Linked DNA regions of Gossypium hirsutum: region 2 is linked to region 1. A link is a contact called in public Hi-C data. All regions are on one chromosome and are shown on one strand. The core of a region is the stretch at or near the end of the contact, and the rest is flanking DNA. Distances in the headings are between cores, read along the strand shown. Region 1 holds the start of LOC121202963 (methylmalonate-semialdehyde dehydrogenase [acylating], mitochondrial). Region 2 holds the start of LOC107914356.

Region 1 (5,702 bases), core at 1,840-4,339:
ATGGCCTCATACTGGTTGTACCAATCTCTTAAAATGATGGGACAAAGTCAATAGAGTATCAGCAATGACTACCTAAACCACGCAGCACATCACCATGGGCACTCTTTAATGTCCTGCCCTGTTCCGTTGTAATATTCATTGCGAGCTTATCCTGAGGATGGAAGAGAATAACCAAAGATTTTGAATATGAAAATAAACTAAGTTCAAAAAATAAATTAATGAATAACAACAGATTCAGTAATCCCTACAATATTTCTATGGATGAGCTCCTGGAGCTTGAACATGATGCGCTGGCGAGCTGTAACTGGTGTATTCTTCCAAGAGGGAAAAGCTTGCTTGGCTGCATTAACTGCATCTTTAAACTCTTCATAGGTGGTTGAAGGAACTTGACAAATAACCTCTTGTGTTGCCTAATTAAAACGTCTTCGATATAAAAAAATGCATCAAAAAGGGTGAGAAAGAGCAAATCACAAAGTTAGGTCATCCACTTACAGGGTTTATTATGTCAATGACCATGGACCCTAGTGAATCCACAAATTTCCCTCCAATAAAATTAGGAACTTTTACCTGTAGACAGATAGCAGAACAATCATAGAGGACAGATATGAGCACATCACCACACATAGAAACACAAATGTACAAATGCTAAAATATACAGAGAACAAGAAATCAAAAAAGTCACATCAAAACTCACCAGTTGGTTGTTTTGCTTTAACAACTCTCCAGTGGAACTGCTATTAGAGTTTACAGGAACGGATCTGTTAGGCCTCCATGATTTAAAATTTTTCTCTGCAAGAAAACACTCATACTATGAAGAAAAATCTCAAGAAATGAAATGTACACTCATTTTCAGAAGTATATTCTCTGAGGGGGGAGCAGAAATAGATTTATCATTTAAAACCCTACTAATCCCTATGGAATGAAATTTATGATAGGACATGCTCCCACCTAGGGTAAGCTGCAGTTTATAATAGATTTATAATAGCTGGGTCAATATTGATTGCAAACCTGCCTGGTAATATCTGACATTTGGATGATAAATTGCAAAGCAATCAATACCAACCAGCTATGAACAAACAGAATTCGAGAGGCCAGGTTAAAGTAAAATCTCTACTTTAAATACAAAAAAGTAAAAATAACAATGGGAGACTAACCTGATAAATTTCCTTGACGAATCTTGGCTTTAAGGTTGTACAAATGCCTTGGAGTTGACTGCAACTCTGGATTAGTTTGTTTCAGAGCCTTGAGCACTTGGCGTGGTTTTATACCAGCTTCAGTCATTAATTTGATTTGCCTAATTTCTTCCTCGGTAAAACGACGACTATAAGGATGCTCTGACATATCTTTTAAAGGCTCATGGTTATGCTCCCCATTTTTAATGGTGAGAACCCAGGAATCATCTTCCTTTTTTCCTATAGCCTCAAAAGGACAGTTTATAAGTCTTGAGCATGCTTTCCTTTTGCGTTTACTTTCATCAATCTTACGCCTATTGCGATAAATGCCTCCTCTGTCACATCCAAGGATGACTCTTCTGTCTTTCCTTGACTTCTTAATAGTCACTACATATCCTTGGCTAGCCCCAAAGTCCCGCACATGTTTAATGAGCTCCTCACGATCTTGAAATATTCCAGGAGGTGGAGGAAGCATCTTTTTCTGTCCACTAAAAGCCGCCTGACTTTGAGTGTCCATGCCCAGTGGCAGGAAGGAAAACCCCTGAAAAACAGTTAAAGCAAAAGGTCAAGAATTTAGGTGGCAAGTAGTGCACGAAAACACAGAAGCTATCAAGGCTCTTTAAATTTCTTTTTATGAAAGATAAGAATACAGAGTTCCTTTTCCCTTCTTTGCTTCAACTATGTGGTAACAGGAAAACTTCGGTATCCACCTTTCTGTCCAATCTTACCACCTGGTTAAGACTTTTGGCCAATCTATTCATATTGAATCCAATAGTACATATAAGTACTTCAAAACATGCATAATACAATAAGATGTTCATTTGACGTAGCAGCAACAACAAAGTCCAACCTTTAAAAATTTATGTTCCAGACATCAGAGCTAGCACGAAACTTTAGGAGGGAGGGAAATTCCTTTGAAAAGCCAATTTTATACGTTTTCAGCTCAAATATTTGGCAATGAAATATCACAAGGTGAAATGAGTTCTGCCATTTCACTTGTCCAATACACTATGCCCCATAACTCAGTGCATAGAGTATATTTCCACTGATGGAAACATGTATCAAGATTATTCTTTTTCTCTGACAGGGAGCTAAAACAATTGTAGCATAACAATCATATCACACTTGACAGATTTTCCTTTGTGTTGTAAAATCTAAATTCGTAAACCTTTCACAAACTCTACCATTAAGAAAAGTAACAGTCTAAATATTCACTCTAAATCACACATTAACATGGGGGAAAACAAAGACCAAAATGTTTAAGTTACCAACACAGGAAGCAAATATCTTAATCCAAGATGGGAATTCAATTAACAAAAAGAAATATAAACAAATTTACAATGCAAAGTAACTTACTTGTCGAAAATATCACTGTGGGAATTGTATTCACGGAAGTAAAAGATTGCACCTTGTAAACCCTCTCAAAATCTAGAACAAGTAAATTGAGTAGGTTATATTTAAAAAAAAAGAAGAAGAAGAAGCAAAATTAAAGAATTATTAGAGAAGTATGAGGAGAATGATCTGATTAATAAAGAAAAGTAATATAAACACACACAAACAATAAAAAGAAAAAAAAAGAGATGAACAATGAAAAAAATGCAGCAACCCAGTGCCTGGAGAAGTTATTAGAACACTAAAAATGAGCTTACATTTTTATTTGTTCTATTTTCTGAAAGAGGATAATAAGGAACCCAATAATCTGAGAGAAAGTGTGGGAAAGTGGGAAAATTTGAAGGTTTCGGCCTTTTAGATTGGGGCTGTGAGAGAGGTAAATATGGGGAACGCCTGTCCTCCTATACTAGGCTACTAGCTCCCCCAAGTCCGAACCAGTGTTCCTGGACTTTCACGAATTTGGTTTTCACGCGCACTTTCAGCGTCTGGGGTTTGAACGGTTCTGATCTTAGCAGAGTATGAATTATCATTAAACCCTCCTTGGGTCGGACCGGGTACTATAACGCTCGGGCCTAGCTTAAGCACTGTATTAAAAGGTTTTGGTAAAAGTACAAGGAAAGCCCCTGTACATAGGGATGGATTGCATTTCGGCCCCTCTATTAAGAAATGGGCAAATTAGCTCTTATACATTTTAAAAGTGCAAATTAGTCCCTCCGGTAAATTTTAAGTTAAATGATTATGTGGAATGTTAATTTAAATGGTCAATTAATAATTAGTCTTTGAAATATAGCTAAAATATCATTTTGATTTTTTTAATTTTTTCTTCTTAAAAATAAATATAAATTATTAAAAATCATGTTCAAATATTTTTGAAAAATAAAAATTATAAATAAAATTTTCTAAAATTTCAAAATATAAGTAAAAAATTCTAAAATTTTTCTTCAAAATATTTAAAAATTTTATCAAACTTTTGAGTCAAAACCTAGAAAAAAAATAAGAAAACTAAGGAAGCCCGAGCTAGATTATTAATCATCTCAGTTGGAATTTCCACCAAGATGATGTCTATATGCTGACCTTTTCTCGCTGACACGTATAAATTTGTAAAGGTAAAGACTACTGACTGCTCAAGCTAGAGAAGCTATAGGACTGGAATTTATCTTTTGCAGCCTATACCTCCCTTGTCTAAAAGCTTAGCTTCTTCTTGATTTGATAGGCTTCCCTCTAAGGTCCCTCCATTTTCCCATTTTATAATGGGGGGCTCAAGCCCCAACCTCCTGCCTTACACAATACCGACATCAGCCGTCTCAAAGCTTCAGGCTTACCTGCAATCAATGATTAGTTGAAGTGAAAAAGCTTTGTCTCCCTCTTTACCGAAATAACTTGTTCGAAAAGAGCTTACCCAAATCGAACATTATTCCCTTGTTTGCAGGGAGCTAGGACAAACTATTGAATCGACCATAGCGGAACGCTTCTTCAGTCATTTAATCACATGAAAATTCAGTTATATTTTGTTGCTTCCAAAGCTTCTTATTGGCGGACAGATAGATTACTTTCGTCAATGACACTATAGGCAAAGGATAAGTCTGATCTCAAAGAAAAACAAAAAAGAGGTAACCCAGGCTTTTTCCTCTTTTCCTCTTAGTCACCTTTCCTAACAGTGCTTTATCCCCCTAAGAAGTGGGATATTCGTCCTCTCAAGTGCCAAAGTCTTTCATTTATATACGAAAAAAATAAATTATCGATTAATAAACAAATAACAATGTTTACACGACATAAAGATCAAAATAGATCTCTTCTCGAAAAGGTAAGCCTTCTAAGTTGGTTCATCCCACTTCTATAGATTAGTGAACAGGCGAACCACAAGCCTACACTTGATCTAAAGCAATGATCCGAGCTATCCTATAGATCTGGAGTGAAAAAAAAGAGTAGAGAGAAAGAAAACTGAAGCTATCTCCTATAACAATGAAAGTTGGAGTAGCAGGATTTGCATATATACCAGTGTATGTGAGAGCAAGATTGAATTCTTTCTTTATTGAATTATTCACACATATAAAAGGGCTACTGGCTAGCTATACCAGGAGTCTTAGTATTCGGATAATTGATTTGGGTAATCCACGACTACAGACAGGACCAAGTCAAAGACCTATTCTATATGAGCTAGGTAGCCAATGAAATGAACTACCCATTGAGAGAGTTTAAATCGATGTCACTTGCCAGCATGTAGCTAAGAGTAGCTTTTCTACCACACCTCCAAAAGTGGGTATAACCTTATTAAAAGCTGGGGCTTTAGCCGCTAGCAGCAACTTTTGTCCCGAAATACAATCTCAATTCCAATATTTCTTTCGAAGCTCACCTTCCGGACACCAGTAAAGAAAGGTCAGTTCAGCGCGTAAAGCAAACCGAACCAAAAGAAGAAAGACTTTTTGGAAAGTTAGTCGCCTCTATCACATCACCAAAATCGCTTGCAATTACATCTAATGAAATAGCTCAAACTGCTGATTCTTGGGAAATGATTCTTTTCAGTTCCCAATTCACGACTCTAGCTGGTATCACTTCCCTACCTCTTTGTGGAGATAGGAATGAAAGACTCAAAGTAGAGGAAATATGGAACTCAAACTCCAACATCTCTTATAGGGGTAAAACATAAGTACATCCAATGTTCTCCGTTGGCGGCATGGCACCACTTGAAATTGCGTATAAGGAGGCCACCATACCTACCTGTTCGAGAACAGCTTTTTCTAACCATTGGAGTCGACGTGTGGCGGGAGGAGATTAAGAAGCAAAGGCAAAAACCTAATTTTGTGGTGCTGGAACTGATTGACCAAAAGGAGCTGCTCTGTCACTCTAGAGAACTAATCGAGGAGAGGTTTTGTTTGACTAAAGCTAAAACCCTTTTTTACATATTTGAACTTCAAGGTAGTCTCCGCCCGTGAAATGATTATTTTTAATTCAATCAAACTTCTTATGGGAGTGGTGTCTCACATCGGTGCTCGTATCGAGTGCTATTCTGCTTACTCCACCTCTCCTCGCTCAACTGCATGAAAGCTATGGCCAAGCCCTAAGTCGGGGACGGAGGGGATAACTTAGAAAAGTGCTTCTTTATCTTATCATTGACCTAAGCCTGGGCGTATGAGGCTT
Region 2 (5,702 bases), core at 1,497-3,996, 130 kb before region 1:
TAGTAAGACTTTATCAGAAGGTTTCTTTAATTGGCAAGACATTGGTTTGGATTCTTCTCTTGATTTGGGGCTTTTTTTTTGGTAAGTTTAATTTTTTATTTTGGTTTTTATTATTTTTTTTAGGTTTGAAGTTCAATAGCATTTCGTGTTTGTAACGAAAAATGTGTATAGAAATCATTGGATGCTATGCACAAACTGAACTTGGTCATGGCTCCAATGTCCAAAGGCTTGAAACTACAGCAACATTTGATCCTCAGACTGACGAATTTGTCATTCATAGCCCCACATTGACTTCAAGAAAAGTGAGTAAAATAGTTAACAATCCTTTGATCAATTCTGTCTTTGATATCGATCATTTATACTTTGTAGTAAGCAATATATCCTGAGAACTGCTTCAATAATCATTCTCCGTATTTTTCTTCTTTGGCTCAGACATCCTCAAGTGTATCCTCTCTCCTTTTTTTTCTTGTGTACAATGCGTAGTTTTCTTATGCGTACTTTGTATACTTCATGACTTGTTGTAATCTTATAGTGATCTCCTTGTATTTTATTCACTTAGCTTGGTTTTTGCTATTTATAGCGGTGGCCTGGTGGACTGGGTAAAGTATCCACGCATGCTGTGGTTTATGCTCGTCTTAGAACAGATGGACAAGATTATGGAGTGCATGGTAAGTTCCTAATTCATGAACTTATTTCTTTAGCTGGTATTGCAGATATTAATTCAGATACTTTCTTTTTCAGGTTTTATTGTCCAGCTGCGTAGTCTGGATGACCACTCTCCTCTTCCAGGCATGACAGTTGGTGATATTGGAATGAAATTTGGAAGTGGGGCATATAACAGCATGGACAATGGTCTTCTAAGATTTGATCATGTGCGCATCCCGAGGAACAAAATGCTAATGCAGTTTGTTCTATAACCATTCCTCTCTCTGTATTTGTCTATTTGCCTGCTGCTTTCTCTGAAGGCCAATATTTTTTCTCTCGTTTGATGTTTATCTGTCTGCCCACCTTGTAGAGGAATAAAAGTGTAGCCATGGTGGGAAGTATCTTTTGAAAAGTCTTTACTGGATAGTTCCTGTAATGAGCAGTTTTTTCTTGACTGAAGTTGCAAGGCTGCAAAATTTTCTGCAACGTCTGTTAATAATAGAGAGGTTTTAGAGTGCTTATAAACCTAAAATTTATAAAAGTATCTTTCGTCAATTGAAGAAAAAGACCAACAAGGAAGCCACAAAAGTGATAACCTAGGCTGAAGTGCATCTCCTATAGTGTGATTTTCACGCAAAAACAAGATGACTGTTCTGATGTTTGCTTCTTTATTTCCTCGCCAAATGTTTCAGTCTTTCCCAGGTTACAAAAGAAGGGAAATATGTACAATCTAATGTTCCCCGTCAGCAGGTTTATGGTACTATGGTCTATGTCCGACAAATAATTGTATCCGAAGCTTCTTGTGCTTTGTCAAGGGAAGTTTGTATTTCAACAAGGTACAGTGTTGTTCGTAGACAATTTGGTACAGAGACCCAGGTACTCCTTTCTTTTGGACTGCATACACTGATACACCTATACAAATTATTTCCAGTACAGATTGTTGTACACAACAGCCTTTTATTTTATAATCACTTCTAATGGCTTGTTCTTTCTCATAGAAACTGCCAAAGACTTTTGTTGAAAAGTATTGGTTGCTACTGCTGTTGATGTTTAAAACTAATTTTTACATGTCCCAAAGGCTGATGCATCTAATGCTTTTACATTTATTTAATTTGTTTCAGGTGATTAACTATAAAACTAAGCAAAGTAAACTCTTTCCTTTGCTTGCCTCTGCCTATGCTTTCAGATTTGTTGGTGAATGGATGAAATGGCTATACACTGATGTGAGCAAAAGATTGCAAGCTAATGACTCATATATAAATGTAAAAATTTTATAACATATAGATTATGACATATAAACTAATGAAATCATGTAACTTTTTGTTAATATATGAATATTATCTTTGAATGTGAAATATAATTATCAAGTTATTTATTACTTCTAATATTTTGTTTTTTATTGTAGAATAATTAAATTATTTGTTTCACTAATGATATTTTAGCATATTAAATATGTATTGCAGTTTAAAAATAATAAAGTAGATTATATATTATTTTTATATTATTATATATTATGATTTTTTAATTCATATAATAATTATATTAAGAATTTTATTAAATTATATTTAATAATAATTATGTTGAAATATAGTTAAATTATTTATTATTTTTAATAATAATCTTATTAAAATTTAATAACAATAACAATAACAATAATTATCTATCTAAAAAAATTTTGTTAAAAAAATTCTAGTTATGTTAATTTTTTTCTTTATGCTATTATAATATCATTCTATTCAACAAAACACAAAAATATTATTATATTTCTATTTCATTTAATTCAACAAAACAATTGAATTTTTGATTTACAACTCTATTTCATTATAGTAAATTTAAAGTACCTGGTCTAGCTAATTTACACGTGTCGAGCTAGAACACGTATGGGCGCATTGATTGGACTTTGCAATGCACACGTAAGCATAACTGGATGGTTGTCAGTTCACTTGTCTCCGAACCAAAGGTTAATCAATATATTAACAAAATATCTATATTTAAATAAAATAATCCTTTAATCATTTACTTAGACCGTTGCATCTGAACCGTCTGATGTTGTTTGATTGAAAAACCCCCTCTATAAATGGTTGAGGAAGACGATCATAACCACTTTGATTCTCACAGTAGAGAGAGAAACTAAAGGAAAAAACAAAAATGGAGATGAGTGAGAGATAGAAAATTGTAGTCTTCTCAATTTTCCCTTTAATCTTTTATTGATTAAGTTTCTTTCTCTCTATCTCTAGTCTCCAGTGTGTTGAATTTTACCTGTAATTTTTTTTTTCATTGATTAAAGCTTGGGTTTTCCTTTTTCCTTCGGTGAAACGTTTGGTTTTGTTCATTTTCGTGACGCTTTTTTTCCCCGATTCTTGCTTCGGCAGTAATAGCGTTGGCAATCACCTTTTAATTCCTTTGCCGATCCCGGATAATCCCGACTTTGAGTCATATTTTCCAATCGAATCGCCGACTCTAAGAAGTTTGAGCTTTCCGGCTCGAAGCTGAAGTTGTAAAATTTGGAAATATTTTGAGCTTTTCTGTTTGTTGACTTCGGTTGAACTTTGTGGACTAGAGAAAAGGGTCATAAAACTGTAGACCCAAAAAGAAATCCTTTTGGTTGGATCATAAACTTGTTTGGGTTTTGATTATTTTTAAGGAAAAAAATCTATACAGAAGACAGTTTGCCTGAGTTCAGTTTACAAGCTTTTGATTTTAATTATGATTCAAAATTTTTTTTGGATTCAATTAATATCTTTCCTGATTTTCATCTTGCCCTTCTAATTATCAAACTCGATTGGTAATTTCCTAATGTCGTGGTTTATGAAGTTTTAAAGCATTTTTCATTAAAGAAAAAGAAATGGCAGTTTCCTTTTCTAGTTTTCCGTGGAGGTTTTGGAGTATTGGAAGTAAAGATAAACAGCTTGTTTCAAATGGGTCTTCTTTGAATTCTTCATCTTCTGAAACTGTAATATTCCAAACAAAAATAACCCCATCAAAGGGAAAGGGAAAGTGGCAAGGTGGTGAAAAGACAAGAGTGGTTCAATCAGATGGTGTGTGTTTATCTGGATATGAATCTGATGGTCCAGAATGGTCCATTGGATGGGAAGAACCCCATGGTCCTGGTTTTCAAAGTGATAATGAAGATGATGGTGGATTTGTTGTGTTGGTTCCCTGTTACAAACCTGGTTGCAAACAACTTGTAGAGGGCCCTAATAGCCAGCTCTTGAGTGCAATCAAGAACCTCTCTAATGGCTGCTCTTCTGGTAAGACCTTCCCCTATCCCTATCTTAATTTACTCGTTTTTTTTTTTTTAAATATTATGTTAGGTTAAAAAGATGTTTTATCTATCTTGGTCAAGAAGTTAAGATTGTTCTTCATTCCTTTCAATGCCTGATTATAAACTTTTTCTGTTTCTACTTAATGGAACTATCAATGTTATGTACTTGGGGTGTTAGAGGATCATAATCCGTACCTGTGTATGATTATGTGTCAGACTTGGGTTCTTAAAGAAAAATGATGATTCAGAGCAATATATTGCACAAAATCCCTGCAGCATGCTACATTCAATTTAGGAAAAGGTTCTAATGGAACATACATTTCAATGAAAACTACAACTTTACGTTTGCGCTTGTTAACTTAACATGGTGCATTGAACTTGATGAGCTTTGAGCTCAACCTCTAGTGGTCAAGTGACTATATGTTAGACTGTAGTTTAGTTCCTTTTAATATAATGAAATGAGTAATGAAATGTTAAACTTCTATTGCATCCTTATCTTTTCTTTTCTTTTTTATTTTTTTATTTTTGCCTTTCTTTCGTGGCAGATCCCTCTTTGGGTGGGTTTTAGGGTCGGGTGCCTGAGTCGAGAGGCATTGCAGAGAAAGTAATTGGTAGATAATCATTGATGCAACTTGTCCAAATGTCTCTGCAGACTTAGCGGGATCAGTTTCCAGGGAGAACTTTGATTGCCCAATTTGTTGCAATCTTCTCCTTGAATGACCAGTCATGGTTTTAAGCAGCTTTTGGTGTTGGACTCTTAGCTTGAATTCCAAAGAATCTCGAGTTCCCAATGCTCGATTTATTACAATATGGCTCAGCTTGCATATACATATATTGCATTCAATCACAATTTAGAATATACTGTTTGGACTTGTCATCGTTAACTCTCTTTAATTCAAAGATGGATGAGTGGGTGTTTCTGAGGTTTATAGAGATGTTTGTAGATGCTGCATCGGATGTTTTACAGGAGCAGAAGATTTCATCATGCATACTAAACATTCTGTTTGCATCTTGGTTAAAAATATGCAGAGGGAAGCAACTCTGTACAGCAGTGGTTTTCTTCTCTGGAGAACTTCTGAAAGCGTACTGAGCGACTGTAAATGAAATCTTCGGCGGTACTGTTGAAGTAATAATGTAAGAAAATGTGTGAAGGGAATCTGCTAGTGCATCCGGTGGAATGCAGGGAAGATGAAGGTGAATGAACAATGAAGATGTGCATAGAGGATGTATGTGTGCTTTACATGCAATTGAAGTGATGTATGGAAACATGAAAACATGGTGGATTTTGTAAATAGCTTTGCTGTATATATGCAACCAAATGGTCCTTGCTTTCACCTCTATTTCTCTACTGTCAATAATTTTGATCATTTCGGCATATTAATCTACCATCTCATCATTTTTTTTTCTTTTGCAAATAGTCATTTTTTCTTTTGTATTTGCTTCATCTTTTAATTACTCTCTTTAATTTAGCGTTCATATGGGATGATTTGGATAAAAAAGTTTAAAAATTTGGAAGAGGTTATATTTCCTTTGGTAAATATATTTTTAAGTAAAATTGAAGTTGTTAAAATTTATAAAAGATAATAATATTAATAAATAAATAATATACCAAAAAGGAATCGGTATAAAGTTGTATAAAATTAAAGTTGTTTTTGTATCTTGTATCTTTTTGTACAGTTAATATTTTGATGATCGAATTGTGAAATTTATCGATGTAATTATATTTGCTATATAAATTTTCTAATCGATTTGATATTTTTATCATATCAATTTATAATATTATTATATATTA

Evidence for each region. Hi-C and Micro-C count contacts between places; a contact is called where the count stands out from the background.
Region 2: a contact with region 1 is called in a Hi-C map of leaf, with 1.4 times the contacts expected there. The contact joins the promoter of LOC107914356 here to the promoter of LOC121202963 in region 1. A contact is called at or near these places in 4 of 34 Hi-C or Micro-C datasets (hypocotyl, leaf and petal).

The regions. Positions count from the first base shown.
Region 1 is chrD10:13,814,391-13,820,092 of Gossypium_hirsutum_v2.1, reverse strand. LOC121202963 (methylmalonate-semialdehyde dehydrogenase [acylating], mitochondrial) reads right to left here and starts at 3,089. Exons shown (of 22, transcript XM_041103160.1): 1 at 2,822-3,089; 2 at 2,529-2,600; 3 at 1,155-1,713; 4 at 695-789; 5 at 493-567; 6 at 249-410; 7 at 73-151. The coding sequence starts at 1,689.
Region 2 is chrD10:13,948,315-13,954,016 of Gossypium_hirsutum_v2.1, reverse strand. LOC107914356 reads left to right here and starts at 2,746. Exons shown (of 2, transcript XM_016843255.2): 1 at 2,746-3,896; 2 at 4,456-5,285. The coding sequence starts at 3,491. The coding sequence ends at 4,478. LOC107916004 (putative peroxisomal acyl-coenzyme A oxidase 1.2) reads left to right here. Exons shown (of 6, transcript XM_016845173.2): 2 at 124-302; 3 at 581-668; 4 at 742-904; 5 at 1,338-1,521; 6 at 1,767-1,972. The coding sequence starts at 162. The coding sequence ends at 1,922.